Linked DNA regions of Mus musculus: region 2 is linked to region 1. A link is a contact called in public Hi-C data. All regions are on one chromosome and are shown on one strand. The core of a region is the stretch at or near the end of the contact, and the rest is flanking DNA. Distances in the headings are between cores, read along the strand shown. Region 1 overlaps Abr (active BCR-related gene). Region 2 overlaps Gosr1 (golgi SNAP receptor complex member 1).

Region 1 (4,497 bases), core at 955-3,454:
CAAGTGCTCTTCTGTGGGGGGGGGGGGGGAGGAGAGGGGTTGGGTTTTTTCAAGACAGGTTTTCTCTGTAGCCCTGGCTGTCCTGGAACTCACAGATTGGCCTGCTTCTGCCTCTGCAGTGCTGGGATTAAAGGTGTGCACTGCCACCACCTGGCTGCAGCCGGTGTGTGTTCTTAACTGCTGAGCAGTCTCTCCAGCTCCCTGTAATGGAACCAGCTATGTGGATCAGGGTGGCCTGGAACTCTGAGATCTGCCTGCCTTTGCCTCATCCTGTGTCACCGCGCCCAAAGGAAAATATGAATGCTTAAATAAAATCTCCTGATTTTAAAATGAAAGCAGGTAATTTACATTTTTTTTAAAAAGCACAACACATTGTGAACCACATCCTTGCTCTGAGCTAGGCTTAAGGAAGGCCACAAACTGCCTTTACTCTTGCAGCTGGTTGTTAGCTGTGGTTATGTGGGAGGAGTTTCCCCTTAGTGTGTGCCCTATGCTCACACTAAGGATTTGGCAGCTTGGAATAAAATTCAGCTTCATCTACCAGCCTACCACTTTATCTTTGTAAAACTTGTGTAACGGGTACCAGCAACCAGGTGGTGCAGTGTCTGAATATGCCCATCAAAACGTCACGTGCTTTTTATGACCAGTTGTCTTAGTTAGGGTTTTACTGCTGTGAACAGACACCATGACCAAGGCAAGTCTTATAAAGGACAACATTTAATTGGGGCTGCCTTACAGGTCAGAGGTTCAGTCCATTATCATCAAGGTGAGAACATGGCAGCGCTTAGCAGGCATGGTGCAGGAGGAGCTGAGAGTTCTACATCTCCATCTGAAGGACACTAACAGAATACTGATTTCCAGGCAGCTAGGATGGGGGTCTTATAGTGACACACCCACAGTGACACGCCTACGACAACAAGGCAACACCTCCTAACAGTGCCACTCCCTGGGCCAAGCATATACAACAAACCATCACACGAAGCCTTTCATACAACAGCACATTCACTTGTCAGTGGCAACCATATGGCCACAGGGCAGAGTCAAACTGTTGAGGCCATTGCCAACAGAAGGCAAACTATCCCCACTGGGGACAACTCCCCTCTACTGTGCGCCTTAGCTGAGAAGCACATAGAAAGCCGTGGGGGAGGGGAGACTAAAAGGAACCAGTGGGGCTTCTTACCCTACTCTTAAAACGTTTTCTGGAACTTTGAAGTCAAGAGAAACTCTTGCCCTTCTGTCAATAATAGAAAAACCTGCCCTCACCGAAACTGACACAGATGGAGAGAGGTGTGACAGGTTCTCTAAGGTCTGAACTGGTCAAGGATCTGTCCCACCACTGGGATCCTGCAGCTCTCTCCTACCCAGAATCCGCTACTTTTTCTCAGTCCAGTTTCGCTCCGGCTCAGTTATAAATAGCCAAGACACGTCTGAAGGGCCCTCTCAAACCACAATTCCTCATTTGGTTTGGGAGGGTAAGGCTGTTCCATGGCCTGGGAACAGCCAGGGTTGGCACTCCCTAGGGCACAAGTGTGCCAACTCAGGGCCCTGTGCTTGCTATAGGTTCTTCTGTCCTCCACCCTGCCAGCTCTAAGTGCACAGCATAGGGGTCCACATGGGTCAGACCAGCAGGCAGCTGAGGACTGTAACCAAGGGACTTTCTGTGAACCCCACAGAAGCTGCTCCCCAAATATCCAAGGTGTCAACGGCCCCACCCAGCCCAATTGGTTGGAAATTCCAGTGAGTGGACACAGAAGCCGCATCCACTCAGAGGCCCTCAGTCCTCCCTCTGGAGGGGAAGTGACTCACAAATCCCCAGGGTGCTCCCTCCCTTTCCCCCTCAAGACTTCAAGAAGGCCCTGGACCTAGGCTTCCTCCTTACTCTGCCTGGTTCCAGACTCTCCTCTCCAGAGACACAGCCAGTATGGCGCTGTCCTCTGGCCTTTCTCAAATCCCTCAGGCGGCTGGGTACACAGTGAGTGGGTTCTGGCTGCTCCTTCCTCCTGCCTCACAGCTCAAGGCTCTGTCTCTCCCACAGCCCTATGCTCCCAGCCTTTGGAAAACTCATCCCATCTTACTGCTCTGCCAATGGCGACCCACTGCCACCTCTAGGTGTGAGACCTGCCCAGGCAGCTGGCTCTCCTCACAGGGAAGTCAGAGCAGCAACCACCTTCAGCTCCTCAAATCCAGACCAGCAAGTTCCTCCTCTTCCCCACCCTAGCTTCCCCTTCCATCAGTGGGTTGTTATCTTGTGGCTCTTTGTGCCCACGGCCCCACACATCCCTTTTACTAAATTCTCTGTTTCTTCCATCTTTCTCTTTTTCAAACCACAGCCCAAGCAGGCCTTGCAACATCTCACACCTACGCAACACCTTGTCTGTCCAGCTAACCTGCTCACTGGTAGATGCACACTGATATCTTAAGGAGGCCTGGGATGTGTGACCAACCCCTACCACTGCTGAACTCTCAACCCACTGAGGTGAGGGATGAGTAGAAACAGGAATGGGTAGGCAAGGCGCTCGTGCCATTGGAAAACTCCACTGGGGAGTGTGAGGGTGAAAGACAGACAGAACGCCATGCATGCGTGGGGAGTTAAGGACTGCAGGCTCTGAGATGTGACTGGTGGGCTTCTAGGTAGCACCTGGAAGCAGAGAGGTCTTTCCGGGCAAAAGGAGGAGTGCCCAAAACAAAGGTTTTATTTTCTGGGGTTTTTGTTTTTTGTTTTGTTGTTGTTTTTTTTTTTTTTTTTTTTTTTTTTTTTTTTTTTTTTTGTCTTCATTTGTTTTTTGTGGTGCTGGTGCTGAAGCTGGAGTGCAGGGCCTTGCATAAGCTATGTTACATCCCAGCCCTAAAGACAGTTTGTTTGTTTGTTTGTTTCTTTCTTTCTTTTCTTTTTTTTTTTTTTTTTTTTGGTTTTTCGAGACAGGGTTTTTCTGTGTAGCCCTGACTGTCCTGGAACTCACTTTGTAGACCAGGCTGGCCTTGAACTCAGAAATCCACCTGCCTCTGCCTCCCAAGTGCTGGGATTAAAGGCGTGCACCACCATGCCCGGCTTCTAAAGACAGTTTAAGGAGGCTCAGGAAGCAGGAAGGGGACAGAAGACAAAAGCAGCAGCAGATAAGTATGCAGAGGGCAGCTGAGGCAGGGGCATGACGGACAAGAACCATGAACATCCTACAGGGTAGGGTACCAATCACAAGTTCTCATACCTGCTAGGTCCAAATCTCAAAGTCTGTAGGGCTATCACACACGCACAGACCACACACACACACACACACACACACACACACACGCACAGACCACACACACACAGACACAGGGAGTATAGCCTTTCCTTATACACACACACACACACACACACACACACCCCTTATATTTAAGTCTCCATCCTCTCACTCCCTTACCAACTCAATTAACAAGCACTTATCACTTGCCTGCTCTACGCCAGGCATTGTGCTCACATTCAAAATGTAGTCACAAACAGGGGACACTGCCCTTTGTGGAGCTGACAGTTTCAAGAGCAGAAGGACCAGGTGACTGACTCCCAAGGCTGTGCCAAAGGAAAGGCAGGACTGGGGAGGGGCACATTTTAGAATTATGTTGTTGAGGTATAACTCCAGAAAGAGTAACGTGGAAACAGCTATTGTGATTTTTAAATGTCCACACCCTCTGAGTCAGCAATTCCACCCTAGGGAATTGTCTAAAAAGGCACATCTAGAAGGGCATAGAGATGTATGTATAAAAATGTTCACTGGCGTGAGAAAGCAGCACGGGCTGCTATGAGTTCAAATGCCTAACAGTGAACCGGAATCCGGCGGTACACTAGATTCCAATGGTGGAATGGTACACTAGAAATTCTGGCACTCAGGCAAAGGCAGGAAGATTTTGAGTCCCAGGTCTGCCTGAGTTATAAAGTGGTCTAACACACACACACACACACACACACACACACACACACACACACAGGCACAGTAAAACAACACAAAAAAGTGGCTTAATTAGCACTGGAGTTGTAATTCAATGGCAAGAGTATTTACCGAGCATGTGCAAGGAGGTCTGGGTTCAATCACAGCATTGCCTCACCCCTCCCCCACCCCCAACCACCACCAAAAAAGCCCTGAGAGGGAGAAGGAGCTGGTTAAATGAATTCTGGTTTATCCATGGGATGAATACCACATAGCCACAAAAGGAGTACAGTAGATCTTAATTCCAGATCTACAAGATCTCTCTCAGTCTTTACTGGAGTTTAATAGTATGGAATCATTTGAATACGTCGTCTGCATATGGAGAAAGCAGGGAGAAATAACCTCTCAGTAGCTGTCTGTAGGAAGCGAGCTTTCACGAACTACATGATGCACTTCTGATAAGTGGAAATTTTGAATATGTAATCAGAGAAAATAAAGCTATAAAGAGAAGTGAGGAGGCTGGGGCATAGCTCAGTCACAGACCCAGTGCTTAGCATTCCCAAGGCTGCTTAACCTTGCCCCCTCCCACACAGAC
Region 2 (4,497 bases), core at 1,466-3,965, 240 kb after region 1:
GGCACTATGCTAGGGTTGGGGATACTGCTCCTTTAAGAGGACTTGGGGCTTAGGGAACAGACACATTCAGGGAGGAAAGTCACAAAACACAATGGGAACAAAACTGAATGGACAACTCAGTTTCAACCAGTATGCAAACTAACCTAACTATCCATTGCCACTTCTGTTTTTACTTTTGAGAAAGGGTCTCACTGTATAGCCCTGGCTGGCCTGGAACTCAGAGATCTGCCTGCCTCTGCCTTCCAAGAGCTAAAGGAATTGTGCTACCACGCCTGGCTTCTATTTTTTTTTTCAATAGTTACATAAAATACACTTGCACATTCACCAAGTTGCCTCTGTTACTGCTGGTGATTAAGCTTATAGTTTATAATAAATAAGTACCCCAGCTTCTTATGAGGCCAAGGCAGGAGGATCACCTGAGTAGCTTAGTCTAGGTGCTCTTAGCAGCCTGGGTGCAGTCTGTTTCTTCTTGAGATTGAAACATCCCATTTTGCAGGGAGATAAACAACTCAAAGCAGCCTCAGGAAGTCCTTGAAACTGACCAGATTCACTAGGCCCCTCCCTCCCTCCCTGCCAGAGTAAACAGAGCTAACCTGAAAAGAAGTCTCTTAAAACCAGCCCAGGAAGCACACCAGAAAGAAGTTAAAATTAAAACAAAACCAAAACAGACTAGCAACCTGCAAGAGGTTTAGACCATTGTCACTTGGAAAGGACACTCCTCAAGCTGCCTGCCGGTTGTGCACTGTGTCCAGGTCCCCTAGCTTTTGTGAGCTGTCACCCATGCTGGAGTGGGCCTTGGTGATGCAGCCATCTGGGTCATTTCTGCTCCTTTAAGTCACCCCACATCCCTGTCCTGGAAGTGACCACAGTAAAGCTCAGTGGCTCACCAAGCTGGACACTGATCGTGTCTGTACTTTGGTCTGTCGAAGGGACGTGTACTGCACCACCCCAGAAATGACTCTGTATTTGATGACCTTTATGTGAGTCCTGGAGATTCAAATTCAGGTGGGTGACAGGGAGAGAAGTGGGGCTAGCAGAACAATATGATGATTTCATGGAACACACACTGGGGGCTGAGGAGACGACTTAGTGGACACAAGTGCTTGCTATAGAAGCATGAGGGACTGAGCCCCCAGGCTCACATAAAATGTCAACGCACAGTGCAAGCACCTGCAGTCCTCATTTTCCTACGGGGAGAAGCTTACGGGCCAGCCTGGGGTAAGCAAAGGAACAGCAGACACCCCGTCTCACAGTAGTGGAAGACAAGGACTAGTGTCTGAGGTTGGCCTCTGACTTCCACATGCGTGCCACAGAAACATGCAATGCACACAAAGAAAGAAAGATCATGGGAATTTGAAATGTGAATCTCCACTTTGCCAAATTGTCCTGGCCCTGTGGATATGGGCCAGGCCCCTTTCTTGAGCCTACTTCTTTATCTGCAAAAAAAATCAAAAAGTCCCCACTCTGTCCCCTCTATGGGGTGAGAGAACGCAGTGTGGGTAAGGCAGTGTGCTGTGTAAACTGCCCAGCATGTGTGAGCACACGTGGTTTGGGATGTGTGCTTTTTACACTTGACTAGTAACAACATTGACAAAGGACTGGAAAGTGCCAAGCAATGCCAGGGATATCCTCTTTCTTAGGCAATTAGATCTCAGGGTAAGAGTGCCCTTAAACTACTACGGACCAGACGATGTTCACCGTTTGAAAATCCCAAGTTCCTCCTCACAGTCATCTGGGAAGACCCCACCCCTGAGCGTCTCTGGTGCAGTCTTATCTACTTTAAGTTGAGAAGCTAAAACTTTAAAGCAGAGGTCACAACTGACAAGTGGAGCCTCTCCTCCGCCCTGGGACTTGTGTAGTCACAATCTACCAACAGGTACAGCACACCTGCAGTGTCCCCGCCCCTTCCAGTTGCCTACAACTGACATCCTCCAAAGTGGCAATTAAACCACAGTGTGAGGCGGGGTGGTCACGAACACATGCAGGGAATACTAATGTGGAGTCAGAGCTTTTAAGGACAAAAATAATTTGTGAATACTTTTGTAAATATAAATATCTATAATGAAATCTCTGGTGAGCTGTTCTCTAGAAATAGTGTTAAACATAAGTTTATCACAAAGTAAAGCAGTCCTCACACGATTCAATTGCTAAGGGCTCTACCAGTGTGCATAATTTGCACCTCTACCCCAATAAAACGGAGAACAAAAAGAACAAGCCCTTCACCCCACCAACATTTCACAAAGGATACTGGCCAGAGTGTTCATCTTGCTGTGAATTGACTTGAGCATTCCTCTCTGGGAAGTCATATTCTCTTTTGTTGCCATAGCAATGCTTCAAGGGGAGAAAAGAGACAATTTGAGTTGGCACGGGGGCACTACATTGTTCAGATCTTCACCCCTCTAAAGACAAACAGAAAGCTACAGTGATAATGGGTACCAATCCCTGCCCAGCTTCCTGCCCACTGTTACACAGGAAGTCTTGTTATGAGTCATCTTGTGTTTTCTTCAAAGTAACAAATGAAATGAGACATTAAGAGACAAATCATACGTTACAAAGCTTCTTCAGTGGCTTAAAGAAACCAACCACTAAAATAATTTTAATCAGGAAAAACTGTTAAGAGGAACGAAACACCATTAAAAAAAAAATCATGAGCATAAGAAAGGGGCCCAAGTGACACCCACATTCAACCAGCTTCCAACATATAAACAAAGGGGGACTGAAAATTCGAGAAGAACTCAGTAGGCAGATCTCAGGATTCACTAAACACACTGTGAGAGGGGAAGAGCGGCTCTTTTACGGAACAGCCACGCTGACCACCTGTTATGAGTTGACCCTCTTCTGCTGTCACTTCCAGTCAGGTATTTTCATGATTCGCCCCGATAGGAGGATCCTAGAGAGTAGGGTCAGTGTCCACTTTGGTAAGTAACACAGAAGAGGGTGCTTTAGAGAGTAACATAGAAAATGCAAAGGGGCAGTTTTGGTTAGATAGGATCAAGAATCATTGTACTCCTTTGAAATAGTCTAAGAATAAAGATAACTCTAAAACTTATTTTAAAAAGAGTCCTGGAAATTGGGGGAAATGCTCGCTAGATACAATTTCCTGGTGTACCTTAGGCACATTTTCTTCCGTGGAGTGTCCAGAACAAAAGCACTCCCTCTGGGGAAGGACTGTTTGAATCCCTGGTTCCCTGGAAGCTGGCCAGAGGGGCTCCGTAAACCTTCTCAAGCAAGAGACCTACACGGAAGCCCTGGAGCCTGGCAGTGGGAGGCTGCAGACCTGGTGGTCTCGGGGCTGAGGAAAGAACCCCTGCTCCCTTGGCTCCTGTGCTTGCAGAGGGACTGAGGCCATGGGGCTTCCAGGCTCCTGGAGGAGACAATCACCCAGGCCATCCACTGGTGGCAAGCTGCTGGGCATTCATGGGCAAAGCCTCACAGAACAGGCTGCTAGGTGTTTACTGAAGAGAGATGCTAGAGGAATGACAATTAGTCAAGATAATTTCACTACTGAGAAGAATACAATGAATGTGTAAGGAGACACATAGAAGGATATTTACTGAAGTAAAAAACCAAAACGAAAACCAAAACCAAAACCAAAACCCAGCAACAAAAATATCAGAAAACACCCAAAGAAGCCAATGACCTCAAAGAACAAAAGCAGAAAGGCTTAAGTTTGGCAAAGGCTGTTTGGAAAATCAAGGAGTGGCTGTCTAATGAGTGGCCAGGAAATGGTCACTGAAGATAAAGAAATGAAGAGTTACTGACAGGCACACTGGTGACATAAAGGAAGCAGAAGAACGAGACTATCTTTCATAATGCTGCCAAGACGACCTGGGAAGCTATCTGTGGGGCTCTGGCCAAGGAAGGTGAAGCAAGTTCGTGTCACTAAAGTGCACATATACTGGTGGTACTGTAAGTGGTCAGTTCCTTAAAGAGGGGCAGTGAGGAAGGCCAGGCAGAGTGTCATGAAGATCCTAGAATCCAGGCCACTGTTTCCCAAATGCTTGGAATACAGGCGTGTGCCAGAGGATGAGGAAGAAATGAAAGCAGCAGAAGAAATGGAAATTGACCAAATTCTGCTTGAAATTACAACAAGGGCCTGTATAGTCTTACAGAAAGCAAGAGAACTCCAGCCTGTAGTAAGGGTCTCTGACCTACAGGCCTCTGGTTTTCTGAAGGGGAATCATCATTATCTCATGTGCACTTGACTCACAGTGGATATGCATTAAAAAATAATTTCCACAAAGCACTTTGTATTCCTTGGAGACTGAGTATTACATTAAGTTATTACCTTGTTGAATATGCATGATTTCCAGTACCACACAAAGTCTATCTAGACAGACTTTCCTATCTACCCCATCATCTGGAGTGGAGCTGAGTGAGAGATAGGCTGTTATTTCAAGTTTCAAATACTTAAGAGATACAATGAAGCTTCATATATATAATGCTTCAAAAATGATAAATCATTGATATGCTTACTGGAACTTCAGATTTCTTACT

Evidence for each region. A called contact is a pair of places that touch in the nucleus more often than the background predicts.
Region 2: a contact with region 1 is called in a Hi-C map of the N1E-115 cell line, with 5 times the contacts expected there. The contact joins two enhancer-like sites. A contact is called at or near these places in 2 of 484 Hi-C or Micro-C datasets (the N1E-115 cell line and frontal cortex) and 2 of 115 datasets of contacts at active chromatin or transcription factors (effector CD8 T cells and embryonic stem cells).

What each region holds. Positions count from the first base shown.
Region 1 is chr11:76,496,132-76,500,628 of GRCm38.p6, forward strand. The region is part of intron 2 of Abr (active BCR-related gene); the gene reads right to left. Among named protein-coding and RNA genes, the nearest start is that of Abr, 73 kb to the right of the region's middle. Within about 2 kb of position 2,205, at least 77 of the 459 cell types and tissues checked have an H3K27ac peak or open chromatin away from gene starts, as enhancers often do. A contact at or near this core is called in the N1E-115 cell line, where this site is marked.
Region 2 is chr11:76,732,321-76,736,817 of GRCm38.p6, forward strand. It overlaps Gosr1 (golgi SNAP receptor complex member 1), which reads right to left. Exons shown (of 9, transcript NM_016810.4): 8 at 2,249-2,331. Among named protein-coding and RNA genes, the nearest start is that of Gosr1, 29 kb to the right of the region's middle. Within about 2 kb of position 2,716, at least 84 of the 459 cell types and tissues checked have an H3K27ac peak or open chromatin away from gene starts, as enhancers often do. A contact at or near this core is called in the N1E-115 cell line, where this site is marked.